Regions from separate parts of the Triticum aestivum genome. Here region 2 is linked to region 1. Evidence: chromatin contacts called from public Hi-C data. All regions are on one chromosome and are shown on one strand. The core of a region is the stretch at or near the end of the contact, and the rest is flanking DNA. Distances in the headings are between cores, read along the strand shown. Region 1 has its middle 42 kb from the start of LOC123049251. Region 2 holds the start of LOC123052860 (CBL-interacting protein kinase 23).

Region 1 (6,852 bases), core at 2,499-4,998:
GCAACCGCAACGTCGAACCAATCCTCCACCATGATATCCTGCTCCATGGTTGACTTGACCAAGTAGTTATTGTTATTTTTGCCAATTATTGCTGATTTTCGGTGAATATATAATGCTTGTATGTCTATGACACTATTTTTTTCAAAAAGAGGGAAAGATCCCTCAGACTCTGCATCAAGGAATACATTGCTTATTCGAGCACAAGTCAGGCCCAAGTGAAATGAGGTTCACAAAAATAAATTACACGCGGCCGCCTTCATAGACAAAAGATGAATAAAATGAAAAAATATTACCCCCTCCGATCCATATTGATTGTCGCTGATTTAGTAAAATTTTGACAAAAATATTAACTAATTTTGCACACATTCTCCATGTTCAATAATGTATTATATTTAGATTTTTATTATGGTAAGGATATAGGGTAGCTAGTTTTTATACGCATGTGGCGTCGAGTACTATCAGCATGTCAAATGAGAACTCGCTTGGAAGACTAAACCCAAGAACTACCAATAATCTAGTGGTTAGATTGGATGTAGATGACTTATTATGTCAACCATCAAAGGCCACTAGCACTCACCTAAATGACAATTATTTCGTTTTTATATGCCGGCCAACTTTGCAAAGTGTATTACTTGAATTATGTTATAGTTGTAATCAAAGCAACGTGCCTTAGGGGCTATTCTTTTTGTGGCCTTTTCGGGCTTGTAAAATAAGCTACCCCTACCCAGTTTATTCTAGGAACCTAACCAAAAATAAATTTTAAAATCCTACTAGTTAAGTCTTTAATTAGTAGGCTTCTAAAAAGATAAATTTGGTTGGATTTTTAGAATAAGTTGGGTAAGGGACAACTTGTTTCAGTTTATTCTAGGAGCTAGCAAAAGAACTGACTCTTATTCTTGCGTTACAGCGATAACATTGAAAAACCTCTTACTTCTTTTTTGCGAGAAAACTTCATATCTATTCATCTGCAATCATGGCAGTACAACGAACACCAGAAATAATGAAAACATGCATCCAGATTCATAGACCACCTAGCGACGTCTACAAGAACTGGAGCGAGCCGAAGGTGCGCCGCCATCATCGCCCCTCCCTCGTCGGAGCCGGGCAAAACTTGTTGTAGTAGACAATCGGGAAGTCGTCATGCTAAGGCCACATAACACCAGCGCACCAGAATAGCAACTGTTGTCGATGAAGAGTAGCTTAAATCGAAAGGATTCAACCTGAAGACACACAAACGTAGACGAGCGAAGAACAAATCCGAGCAGATCCACGACAGATAGATCCGCCGGAGGCACATCTCCACACGCCCGCCGATGGTGGTAGATGCACCATCGAAACATGGGCTAGGTGGGGAAAACCTTATCCATCTCCAGGGAGCCTCCGTCGTCTCGCCTTCCTTAACAGGACACAAACCCTAACAAAACTCAAAGTAACATCTAAAATGGAACCTTCCACCGGCAAGAGCCGGGATCCACCGCGTCTCCAAGGCTCGGAGGCCACCGGTGATGAGGTGGAAAAACCTCTGACTTGGTTGCATAAACTACTACTAGTTGTTAGTTGGTTTACCCAATAATTCATGCATGGTATCTATGAGTCGCCCCCTTCATATAAAATTGATCTCTGATTTTCAAAAAACACTCAATGTATAATATAATTAGAAAAGTTCATCCTTACACTGTGTACAACTTATTAGCACCTACTCGTACACGCGAATTCACCTTCAAGGGGAACATTGCGGTGTTTCGACTTATTTTTTTCTCCTTCCTTTTTGAAGTAGTGTACTTCTTGTGTTTTCCGAATCTTTTTGAAGTCCGCATGTCGTTGCACGGGTCGAACTTAGGGGAGATTGGATAGGTCATCGGGCATCTGAGACGACACTTTTCTCCACGCAGCCCGGTTCTTCTCGTCATCCCATTAGTTGTCTACTGGTTGTGGTTGCACCACTGTTCTAGTTTGCGGCGAGCTCTCCGGCATCTTGATCCTGGTTTCGCTGTGGTGGTGCCCTGCTCGCTATTGCTATGCTCTGTAGTTCTTGAACGTGAGCGAGCTCCGCACGTTATCTTTTGGTTTTTTCTTCAAGCTTCTACCTTTGTAGTCAGCACCATTGTATCCTAGTCGATTGATGGTTTCATTAATTTGAAGTTGGGCTTTCTGCCTTTTCTCTAAAAAAAATTCACTTAGTTATTAGTCTCTATTGATATATCAATTCAAGAAGTTGTTGGGTAGTTCTCCTTCTCCAATGGGACTGATCAACTTAAACACACATTTCACTAGTAGTATCAATAGTTGGGCACCATCATGAAGAGGTGTAAGAGCATCTACAGCCGAGCGCCCCAAACGCCCGGGCGGGCCGCCCGGTTACTGACCCGTCACAAAATTTCGACTCAGACGGGAACCTCAAACGCCCGGGCTGACCGACATCCCTCATATCCAGCTCAAATATGGGGCGGATATGGAGGGCGCGTCCGCCACGTCGGACCCAGCCCACGCTGGCCCACCCGACCCCACATATATTCCTCCCCATCCGCTCGCCGGACCAAAGTCTAGCCACTTCACTCTACTCCCCTCCGCCACTCAAGCTCACCTCCGGTGGTCTTCGGCCGTCTCCGGCACGGCGGACAGCGGATTCGAGTCCTCCACCTCCAGATCCGTCGACCCCGAGCTCATCTCACGCAGCCCTGAGGAGGAGATGGTCGTCCGGATTGCGCTCTGCCGCTCCCGGGAGGAGGTCCGTGCACGAAGCGCTTGGACTCCTTCCATTGGGAATCCATTGCGACCATCCAAATGGCGCATGGATCCGACGCTAGGTGTGCTGTCGCTACCTCACCGAAGGCGGTGCCGTTCGTCTGGCGTCTGGACGCACTGGCGAACGCGCAACCCCTCCTTTGGCGCGCCGAGTAGCGGGGCGCACCATGGGCGTCGTCTGACGAAAACATGGCATGACGTGCCCGCCGTGCGAGGCAACGGGCACGGGAGGCGGCGGCAGCCCTCGCGGCGGTGGACGTCGGCGAGGTGGAGTCGCACTCTCCGACGCCCCGTATGGTGCAACAGTCCGGGCGCCGCAACCGCGTCATGGTGGATGTCGCTGGCTCATCCCAGGACAAATCAATCACCGATCTGACATCCACCGGCACCCAACGGGTTTCGGGCTCCGACGAGGAAGAGTAGGGCATGGGAGACGGGGGCACCTTGAGTCCCGTGACCCAGCTCGTGTCTCATGCCCTACTCTACTTTGCCGGTGACCAAACAAACACTCTGGGGAGCACAGCCGGCCGCCAGACATGGGCACGGCGGAGCCGGACGAGCTTCGCTTAAAGATCGTTTTACGTTGCATGTAATAATATGGATTTGAGATTTCTAATCTGAGGTATCCGGATGCGGAATGCATTATTCTAAGCATAACCGGTCATTGTCCACGGACGCATTCACGGGCGTTTGAGGGGTCGGATTTGTAAGTCCGGTTGTGCTCTAAGTTGAACATATGCCGGAAGGCATCAACTGCGTACAAGTTTTAGAATACTACTCGTACTACTGATTAAGTCATTAAGATATGAATGAAACAAAAACCATGGCTTGGAAGTCAAAGTGGTCCCATGCATTGTTTCTAGAGAGGAAGAAACAGATGACAAGAAACAAAGGGCGACGTGCTCCTTGGTGTGCTTCGCCGTTGGCTCCCCTTAGATGGGGGCACGTGATCAACTCAAGAAGGAGAACAAGAACAAGAAGGACATGTCTTTGTCGGTCGATTGAATTAAGCATGTATATATGCATGCATGCATGAAGCCAAGAATGCACGTAGCCTTCACCCGTAGTATCTTCTTGTGTGATCGATGGGCATGGGCAACCGATCGATGCGACGAACCCAACTCAACCAAGCTAAGCCAGACTAGCTGGCACTAGTTGATTTTGCAGCAATAATTGTACTAAGAAATTATTAGCTACTAGGAGGATTCGTTGTAAGCAAAGGGGGCCTAGTGGGTGCAGCAGAGCATTCTACAGCCACAGATCATGCAGACAGGGTATGGAGGAGAGCAGGATCTCTGGTGCTCACATGCTGGGTTGTTCTAGATACAGAAAATAGCGCATTAGTCAGTACTCCCTCCGTAAAGAAAATATTGCTAAACCTTTCTTTTCTAAAGTTGTTTTCACAGCCTCATGGATCTGGACTCAAAGGAATGAAAAGATCTTCAGAAATAAAGCTCCTAGTTTTAGGTCCTGGAGGAGAAACTTTGTATATGATCTTTCTCTTTTAGTTCATAGGCTCAAGTGTAAATATAAAGATAGTCTCCGGACCTGGATAGCTTCCCTCCCTTAGGTAGGTCATGTAAGTAGTCTCCCTCTCTCTTTGTATATTTGTACTCCAGTTTTTGTTCTTTTCTTTATTAATAAAGAGTTGTGAGGCTGTTGCCTTGCAGTACATAGTCAATAAAAATATATAAGAGCGTTTGAATCACTAGTTATAAAGGGAGTAGTAGTATGAACCGGCGAAGATGAGAAGATTAACAATTGCTTACGACTATTTACTTGTACTAATAATATACTGCGTGTTCTTGTAAAAAAAATATGCTTGTTGAAAACATATATAAGATTTCCTGCAAAAAAAGACATATATAAGATGTATAATTAATGCTTGAATATGCACGAGTGTGTATCATCTATTAAAGAAGGAAATGGGAGAAGAGCCCCTCCGCTGTTTTACAAGGTATGACTACATGGGACTCACACCTCGCTCCACCCTCTAAGCTAGGAGACTACTCGCCCTGTGCCCACCCTACCGCCGCCACGAGGAGGCCGTCCAGATCGTCCTCGCCTCTCAGTAGCTCCGCTTGCTTCCATATTTCACATTCGCTGGCTATCTTGCGCAACACTCACGCAGGCATGGAGTTTTGCCGTCAAACACAATGCCATTGCGGTGCTTCCATAGTTCCTATATGGCCAGCAGGCAAACAGCGCGCACCATCCTTGCTCTTCTCCTCAGTAGGTGGTCGTGGCCGTGCCTTGCGCACCATTCCGGTAGTGATTCCCCATGCACGGTTCGGCGTGTCCCATGCCCAACGCGGGCATCGTGTCCCATTATAAGATGTATAATTATAATCCCAGTAATGCAACTGAATTTATGTACAATACTAAACTGGTACAAAGTAGTAGTGTATTAGTGTCGGGTAACCACAAACACGTGCGAGCATGTTGGGTGGGTTATTTGTGCGAATGCAACTCTCCAACGTCTAACGTGTGGCCAGTTTATTCCCACCATCTAGTCTAGAAAAAGAAGAAGGAAAAAACAGCGCCAAGATGGCTTCAAAACAGCTGTAAGAAAACATGAGTCCAATTCCAAAGCAACCTGAGAGTTTTTTTTTTTTTTGCGGCTGAAGAGTGTATTCCCTTCAACTTGAAGTTTTATTAAAGCAACAAGTCTCATTGTATGAACAACTGAAAAGACAATCATGCAAAGATGTAATCTCAAACTGGGAGTTGAGAGCCGCTCATCCACCGAGATTTGTTTGACTTGTGAGAAATACCAGCCATTGGCTCCCGTGGCCACTGAAAAGTAGAATAAACCCTTTCACGTTTCACTTGCTAGCTGTCCGGCTTTAGGTTGGTGTAAAAGCCAAAGGCATCAAGTTGTTGATTGTGGAATGGAATGGAATCCACATCTTCAATCACCAACAAACACTCAGACATAGTGGTCATACATATGTCTATTTTTTTATCTGTGGTCTCCTTGCTTATGCCATGATGTGAATAAAGCACCTAATACACGAATGTTTTTTCTTTTGTCTTATTAAGGCATCTTCGAGACGGACCCTCAAACCACCTGCATACGTCTGGACCATGTAGACCAGACGCAGTTTGCGAAACAATGCGGGCCTATATCGGTCCGCCGAGTGGTCCAGACATACTTTTTTCAGCAAACTTCAGACAAACGTGTGTGGCCTTGCGGAAGCCTGGACAACATACATGTAGAACTCCAACACCCTGGCCCATCGAAAACCCTTTCCGGACCCCACACCTTCATCCTCATCATTCTCTCTCCTTCATTATTTCTCTCTTGCCTTCGCCGCTGCTCCATCATCCCGGACGCCACACCACAACCCTGCCAGAACTCTACGTCTCCGTCACCTCCAGCGTTCCAACCGGCCTCCACCCCGCTTCTCCTCCGTCGCGCATTTCACCCTGACACTAGTATAAGTTACTCCCCACTATGATCAGCCTTCACTATATGAATACGCCAACGAACAAACTAATTAAGTGTCTTGGTTTGAAAGCCACGTGTCAGCAAGCAAGGCATCGTCGACTCAGGCCGTGCTTGTCCTCGGTATATTCTGTCGTTGTGCCTACTAGGCGAGGTGTGTAAATAGTACTAGTATACTATGATAAAATTACAATAGTGTACTTTTCAGAGAATCAAGGAGCAGCGAATCATCATCAGTTAAAAATTAAGTGCTACTCAAGTAATGGTGAATGTGCAGGCTGCCTTATCCTAGTACTAGTACTCCCAGATTGGGCTCCTTTTCCTCCGGTAAGCAAAACGATTTGTTTAACAGTTGCGATTTGTTTAGAGAGCAGTTGAACAATCATGCATCCTACTAGTATTATAGTGAGAAGGATTCCAACTTCATTTTAAAGTGCATTATTACAGTCAGTACCGACCTCCCCCAGATACTATTGCTGGTGCAATCTGCAATGCAAGAAGGCCTTGACACTTGGAGGCGTGAAGGCCATAAAATAACATGAAATAATTGACAAGTTTTACTAGTATATAATTGGAGTATGCAGCTGCGGTTGTCAAAATGGCATGCATCTACTTCTGATGCTGCAGCGCAGCGGAAAGATGACTGGGCCGGCCGTCGA
Region 2 (6,405 bases), core at 374-2,873, 370 kb before region 1:
AGGCTGAAACGTGGAAGAAGAAAATGGTATCAGACCACTTTTTGTTTCTTCCCATAGGACAGATGAGTAACCACCACGGCACCGGCACCGGCACGCGACGGTACCTTGAGATCACGGTGATAGACGCCTCTGCTATGGCAGTAGTCGACAGCGTTGATGAGCTGCTGGAAATATTTCCTGGCATCGTCCTCTTTGAGCCTCCCACGTGAAGCCTAGACGCACGGATCACCGCAAAATAAGCATATAGGCAGAGTGGGAAGCAAAGCATAACCCAAAATGTTGAGCAAGGTATATACTCACGATTTTGTCGAAAAGTTCGCCACCTGTGACAAGCTCCATGACTATGTATATCTTTGTCCTGCTGGCCATCACCTTTAAAAGACACGCCAATTAGAAGTGGGCATGGTCATTTACATACATAGTCAAAAGGCAAAAGATACCTAGTTTTTAACGAGAAATGAAAAGATAACCAAATATATATACATAATTTCCTCATGCGAGGAATATGAGCAAATAATTACTCCACTGTATTTTGCTTAAATGATGTTGATGATGATGATGATTTCAGGTTGCACTAGTAACTAGTCTATACCTCGTACATGCGGATGACGTTGGGGTGCCTGATGAGCTTCATGGTGGAGATCTCGCGCTTTATCTGCAGAGAAAAAGAGATGTATCAAAGGCGTGAAGAGCCAAATTTGATCACGGCCGCCAACTAAACTCTGCGCTTTCCAACGAACGCGCACGAGACGCCCGCCAAGCCTTGGTCTTGGCCTCGGCCTCGGCGGGCGCATTGAATTGAATTGGCGGTAGAACGCTATTCTGGAACGCCGTTGCTGCTGCCGGTTTCACGGACTCTCACGTCTCGGTGTTCCACCAAGTCGAACTAGCAGTACTCTTTCGTTCAATAGTTTTCACCCAAAAAAATTAGAAAAAAAAACAGCCCTATAAACCCCCCCTTTTTTAAACAATGCTTAATGATCGAGAAAGATGATCAAGGCGTCCCTTTTAGTACAACATAAATAATCTGAGCAGGCCATGGATTTGGATTGGGAAGAAAATAATAGTTTTTCTTTTTCTTTTTGGCGTTGGGTCCGAAGAAGAGGAAGAAGAAAGACAAGATGGAAGTACCTGCGCGATCATCTTGTGCTTGAGGACCTTGTCCTTGTCGAGGATCTTGATGGCGACATTCTCGCCGGTCTCGACGTTCCTGGCGAACTTGACCTTGGCGAACGTCCCTTCCCCGAGCGTCCTCCCCAGCTCGTACCTCCCCACCCGCGTCCTCCCGCCGCCACCGCCGCCGTGCGCGCTCATCTTCCCTCCCGCGCTCGAATCAACCATTCAGCCCAACACCCACCGATTAAAAGAATTACCCGATAAACAGATCTGTTCCTGCGGCTGCGGGTCGCCGGCGACTAGGACCTCTTCTTGTCGCAGGGCCTCCACTGCACGAAGAGCTCCTTGTTGTCCTCCCCTTGCTGCCGATGCCGCATGGAGTCTGGTGGTAGTTAGTTCTCAGCGAACTCGTAGAGTCGCAGGCATGGGAGTGGGATCAAGATTCAGGAAGAGAGGCAGCAGTAGTGGCGGTTAATGGCGGAACGGTAGGGGAGAGAGGAGAGGAGGGGGGATGGTGGTATGTATAGGCGGGCGGAGGCGGAGGCGGAGAAGAACGAGGGGGTGCGAGCGCGGTCCCGCCGCGTGCGTGAGTGCGTGCGTCGTGACGTCTCACGAAGGTGCGGTGCGGTGCGCCGAGCGTCGCGCGTGCGGGCGACCGGGCGAGCTTTCCTACAGCCCGCCTCTCTCTACTGTTCACTGCCGCAACTAGAGTTTGCTGCTCTGTCCGTTCAACGACTTTGCCACCATCTTCAAATACTGTCTCTATATCCTTCGGTAGTTCAATCGTAGTATTTATTTTTTCCAATGTATGTTGATGCTAGTAGGCATATTCTACAATTAATTAATGCTGCTATTTTTATATTTGTTTGACCACCCCAAATAATTTCAGTAGCAATACATTGACCCTGTTTGGATCCATAGATTAGAGTTAGTTTGGGTTAGTTTGGACTCAACTAACCCAAAAATAACTAAACAGGAGGGTTAGTTTGGGTTAGATGAATCTAACCCATCCAAAAAATCTAACCCACCCAAAAGGTGCTTATTTGGGTTAGTTCTTCACGGGACCATAAAAAACACTTTTTTCTCTCGCTCCCCCCGCAGCAGATCCCTCCCCACTTTCTCGAAGCTTCTCGTCCTCTCCCTCCCTCCCTCTTGCATCATTCGTGAAGGCGCCTCGCCGTATCCGCGCTTTATCTAACCCTGCCATCCAAACACCTATTTAGCTAGAGTTAGTTCAGGGCTAGATCAGGGTTAGAATCTAACTCTAACCTCTAACTGAGTTAGAGTATCCAAACAGGGCCATTATTACTCACCGAGTACTGGTATTTTAGAACGAATGGCCATGTATTTTACTAGTCGCAAATTATTCTCTTTCTCATGTTCGGGGTGGGCCCAGGTGAAACGAATTGCTGGGACCACATACAGAAATGACATTTTTCCTTTTGTGTGTTTTTCTTTAACTTGGGAGAGATTCCACTTGTCATTTGAAGTGTACACATGGTAAGAGCTTTGATTTACTTATTTGTCACACTCGACTTAAGGTTGGTGGCGTACTATGATGCACACTTAGTTTTATGCCTCCGTATTGTTTTCGACGTGGTGGATGATGCCATCATTTTTTTCCCCACGAGCTTGTTTGTACGCTCGATGATATCATAGAAAAGCACATAAAACAAATATATGACACATGGGTGGCTCGGCAGTGCACCATCTGTATTCCACCACTATAAATTAGCGTTGTTCCTATCCTTTGAAAATCTTGCAATATTTATGCTCTATTTTTTACTCCTCGAGGAAGTGGCCTGAGGTACACGTGTATTCAATTTTGGCTATTTCTCCATATACCTTGAGGTTTCCTTTTGGCACAACACGCTGACGCCTTTTTGTTTTGGTTTGTGTTGGTTTATAGTCGACTCCAAAATACTAGTGACTGCAACAAAGAGAAATACGACGAGCGCAACCGTGGATGGCTTGTTAGTATTGCATTTGTATTTTGTTGCTACCAATCTTCATAATGGTGATCTTGATATACTATCCAATGTTTTGTTAGAGTCACTCTCTAGAACTCATGCACCCATTGTTACAAAAGGATTGTCTTTGAGCTAGTTTAGCACGTGGTTTCCTATGATCAAACTGTTTGACTTAAAACAACGGTTAGCAGGTTGCTACTTTTGTAGTCTTTGTTGCTACGTTTCAGTGTCTTGATTTGTAAATGCGTCTGTTGATGCATACATTGTTAGCTTGCTAGGGTACATCCATGCAGGTATGCATCGTGATCTGCAACAAGTCCAGAAATATCTAGATTGGCATAGTCTTGGCGCACGTCCATATGATGCTTCATAACGGTGATCTTGATATGCTATCCAATGTTTTGTTGGAGTCACTCTCTAAAACTCAAGCACACATTGCTACAAAAGGACGCCGACGGCAGCGGCGGATGGGAAAGCAGCAGCGTGAGGGTATCTGGCGGCGCGAGCGTTCGCCTCTGGGGAGACGACGCAAGGGTCGAGTGGCTATAATGGGAACTGGCCTGAAAAATGGGAGAGATTTTCACTTTTCGACCTATGCACCAACTAGGGATGCATAAAAACATTTTAGCATCAGTATCAAGATAAACATGGTCATCAGAATTTTCCAAATGAGTATTAAGATGCTTCTTGATAAAAGTGGTTTCACCATACACCAAGCTTCATCATCAATAAATGGGAGAAAACCTCTGTGCATCACTTGCCAATTCTAAGAATTGAACTCGTCGTTAGGCTGCACAACCGCATACCCAACCACTAAGCCAAGACTCTTTTTACAAAAAAAAAAGAATACGAAATAATAGTGAGAGGAAATAGAATTTTTCCTCATGGGATGTTGAAGCATTTGTTCTCAAAGAAATGACAAGATATACGAAAATGTTGCACCCTATGTTAGTGGTTGGTGCGACTATCCCAAGGAAGGCCTAAATATTTCTCCTATTAGAGCAAAGCAATCAAGGCCGAACAGATGATGAAGGAAATATGCCCTAGAGGCAATAATAAAGTTGTTATTTTATATTTTCTTATTCATGATAAATGTTTATTATTCATGCTAGAATTGTATTGATCGTGTCAAGGACTTAACACGACAGATGCCCTAGCAAAAGGACTTAGGTGTGGAGCCATCGCAATTAGGTTAACTTGAAGGGGTTGAACGGGACAAAGGACACAGAGAGTTTACCCAGGTTCGGCCCCTCTCAATGAGGTAAAAGCCTACTCCTGCTTTAGGTTGTATTGCTTGGGTTTCGATTACTAGGGAGCGAATACACTTGGCCTAGTTCTCGATCGACTGTTTCTTGAGTTAACCCGCCGCCGGGTCACCCCTTTATATACAGGTTGATGCCCGACGGCTTACGGAGTCTCGGCCGGCTCACACAAACATGACCGACTCGGTTTCTAACTAAGCTTGCCTTAAAAACAAGTTTAACATATGGCGGCTCATCCATTTGGGCCTCAAGTCGCTTCCGGGTCTTGGGCCTTCAATAGGCTTGCTCCATGAACCGCCATCTTCATGTCTTCTTGGACCTCATCGGGCATCTTCATCTTTAAGCCGCCAATGGCATGACCCGGCCCCTCCTGGGAGGGTCATACCTAGCAGTTATATCCCCAAATTAGGCCCCAGGTTGATTTGAACTTGTTCACATCAATCTTCACCACTTTACTTAGCAGAATCTTCCATCATCAATTCCTCATCAACTCGCTGTAACCCGCCATGACCTCACATCACAGAATCGTGGTAACCCGCCATGACATCATGTGCATTAACTTCGCACAAAGCCCAGGATATCTCAACAGATCCTTATCTTAATGGACCCCTGAAAATCAAGGCGTCCATATAGCCACATAACCATTTTTCGGCCTCCTCGATTCCCGCGCATGCCGTCTAGTCATTTCCTTATAAATAGGGACAGGGGCCCTTCCTTTCACTTTTTACCCCTGTCCTCACATCTTCTTCTTCCTCGCGACTCCGCTGCAACCGAGCTCCGCCGCCGTCGTCCTTCATCAACCGCAGCAACTCCAGCCGCTGCATCAACCTGACCAGACCAGAAAATCGCGACACACCTCCGTTGTTCCTCGGCATCAGTAAGCACTCAGCTTCCCTCATAACAAATCTTCACTAGGGTTTCCGCTATTCGTCGGTGTTCTTCATTGTTCTTCATTCTCCTAGTTAGAACACATAGTTTGATCCGAACACGTCACTGAAATTGTGCGGTAGTAGTTTAGCATCCCTTTCCAATAGCAGAAAACACCTTTTCTATACAAGATCCCATCTGAGCACACGAGTTCTTCTGCTGCCGCCACCTTAGGTTTAAGATTTATTTTATTTTCTGAACTGCCGTAGATCCAAAATAATAGAACTGATCTGTAGAACCTGTTTGTTCAGTACTTAGCAAAATTTCACTCATAGGTCTACAGACACTTGTGAACTGCGGTCGTGCGGGCGGCTTATACGATAGGCCGTGACCCGCCAGACACCATTAGCCCCACTTTAAGCCGTTAGTATATATTCAGAATCTGTATAACCCGGCATCGTCTTCCGGTTTAATCATGCCAACCTTTATAGTATGTATTCTCGGCATATGAATTAGCCTGGCATAGTGCACTTATTTTTTGATCACTGGACGGCTTAATAGCATAACTTTAATCCGGCAATATTTTCCTTTCTAGGCTTTCCATCAACAAAAATGACCAAAATTGTCACTTCATGCAATTGGGTCGCCTCCCGGTTTACAGAGCAAACACTGAATGAGCATGTCCAAGTAGACGTCTTAGCTGCCAAGAATGTTATCCACTAGAGAGTCCCAGGAACAGAAACCACCCGTGATCCAAAGGAAGGCGAAGTCGTAGTTTTTACTGATCACATGCTCCGGGGATTCACTCCACCCGGCTCAAAATTCTTTCGTGATGTGCTGCATTTCTTCCAACTTCATCCTCAAGACATCGGGCCCAACTCTCTTTCAAACATCTGTAACTTACAAGTTTTTTGTGAAGTGTACCTTCAACAGGAGCGCACTGCAGAATTGCTCAGGGAATTCTATTACCTGAACCGCCAGACCGAGTTCACAGACGGGCCCAGCCTAGAACTAGGTGGCATTTCAATTCAGAGGCGGAAAGAAGCCACCTTTCCTGCCGCCGCACCTCCCAGACACCCTAAGGATTGGAACCAGAATTGGTTTTACTGCAAGGATACATCTCCATAAGGTGAAAATCCTCTACCGGGTTACCGTGAAAGCCGACTTAGCAACAGACATCCTCTCCCAGA

What was found. Hi-C and Micro-C count contacts between places; a contact is called where the count stands out from the background.
Region 2: a contact with region 1 is called in a Hi-C map of leaf, with 4 times the contacts expected there. The contact joins the promoter of LOC123052860 here to the enhancer-like site in region 1. A contact is called at or near these places in 3 of 5 Hi-C or Micro-C datasets (all in leaf).

Annotation. Positions count from the first base shown.
Region 1 is chr2D:306,859,292-306,866,143 of IWGSC CS RefSeq v2.1, reverse strand. No RefSeq gene overlaps it. Among protein-coding and RNA genes, the nearest start is that of LOC123049251, 42 kb to the right of the region's middle. Within about 2 kb of position 3,748, at least 2 of the 8 cell types and tissues checked have an H3K27ac peak or open chromatin away from gene starts, as enhancers often do. A contact at or near this core is called in leaf, where this site is marked.
Region 2 is chr2D:307,229,097-307,235,501 of IWGSC CS RefSeq v2.1, reverse strand. LOC123052860 (CBL-interacting protein kinase 23) reads right to left here and starts at 1,623. Exons shown (of 14, transcript XM_044476215.1): 1 at 1,132-1,623; 2 at 593-655; 3 at 301-372; 4 at 105-212; 5 at 1-3. The coding sequence starts at 1,341.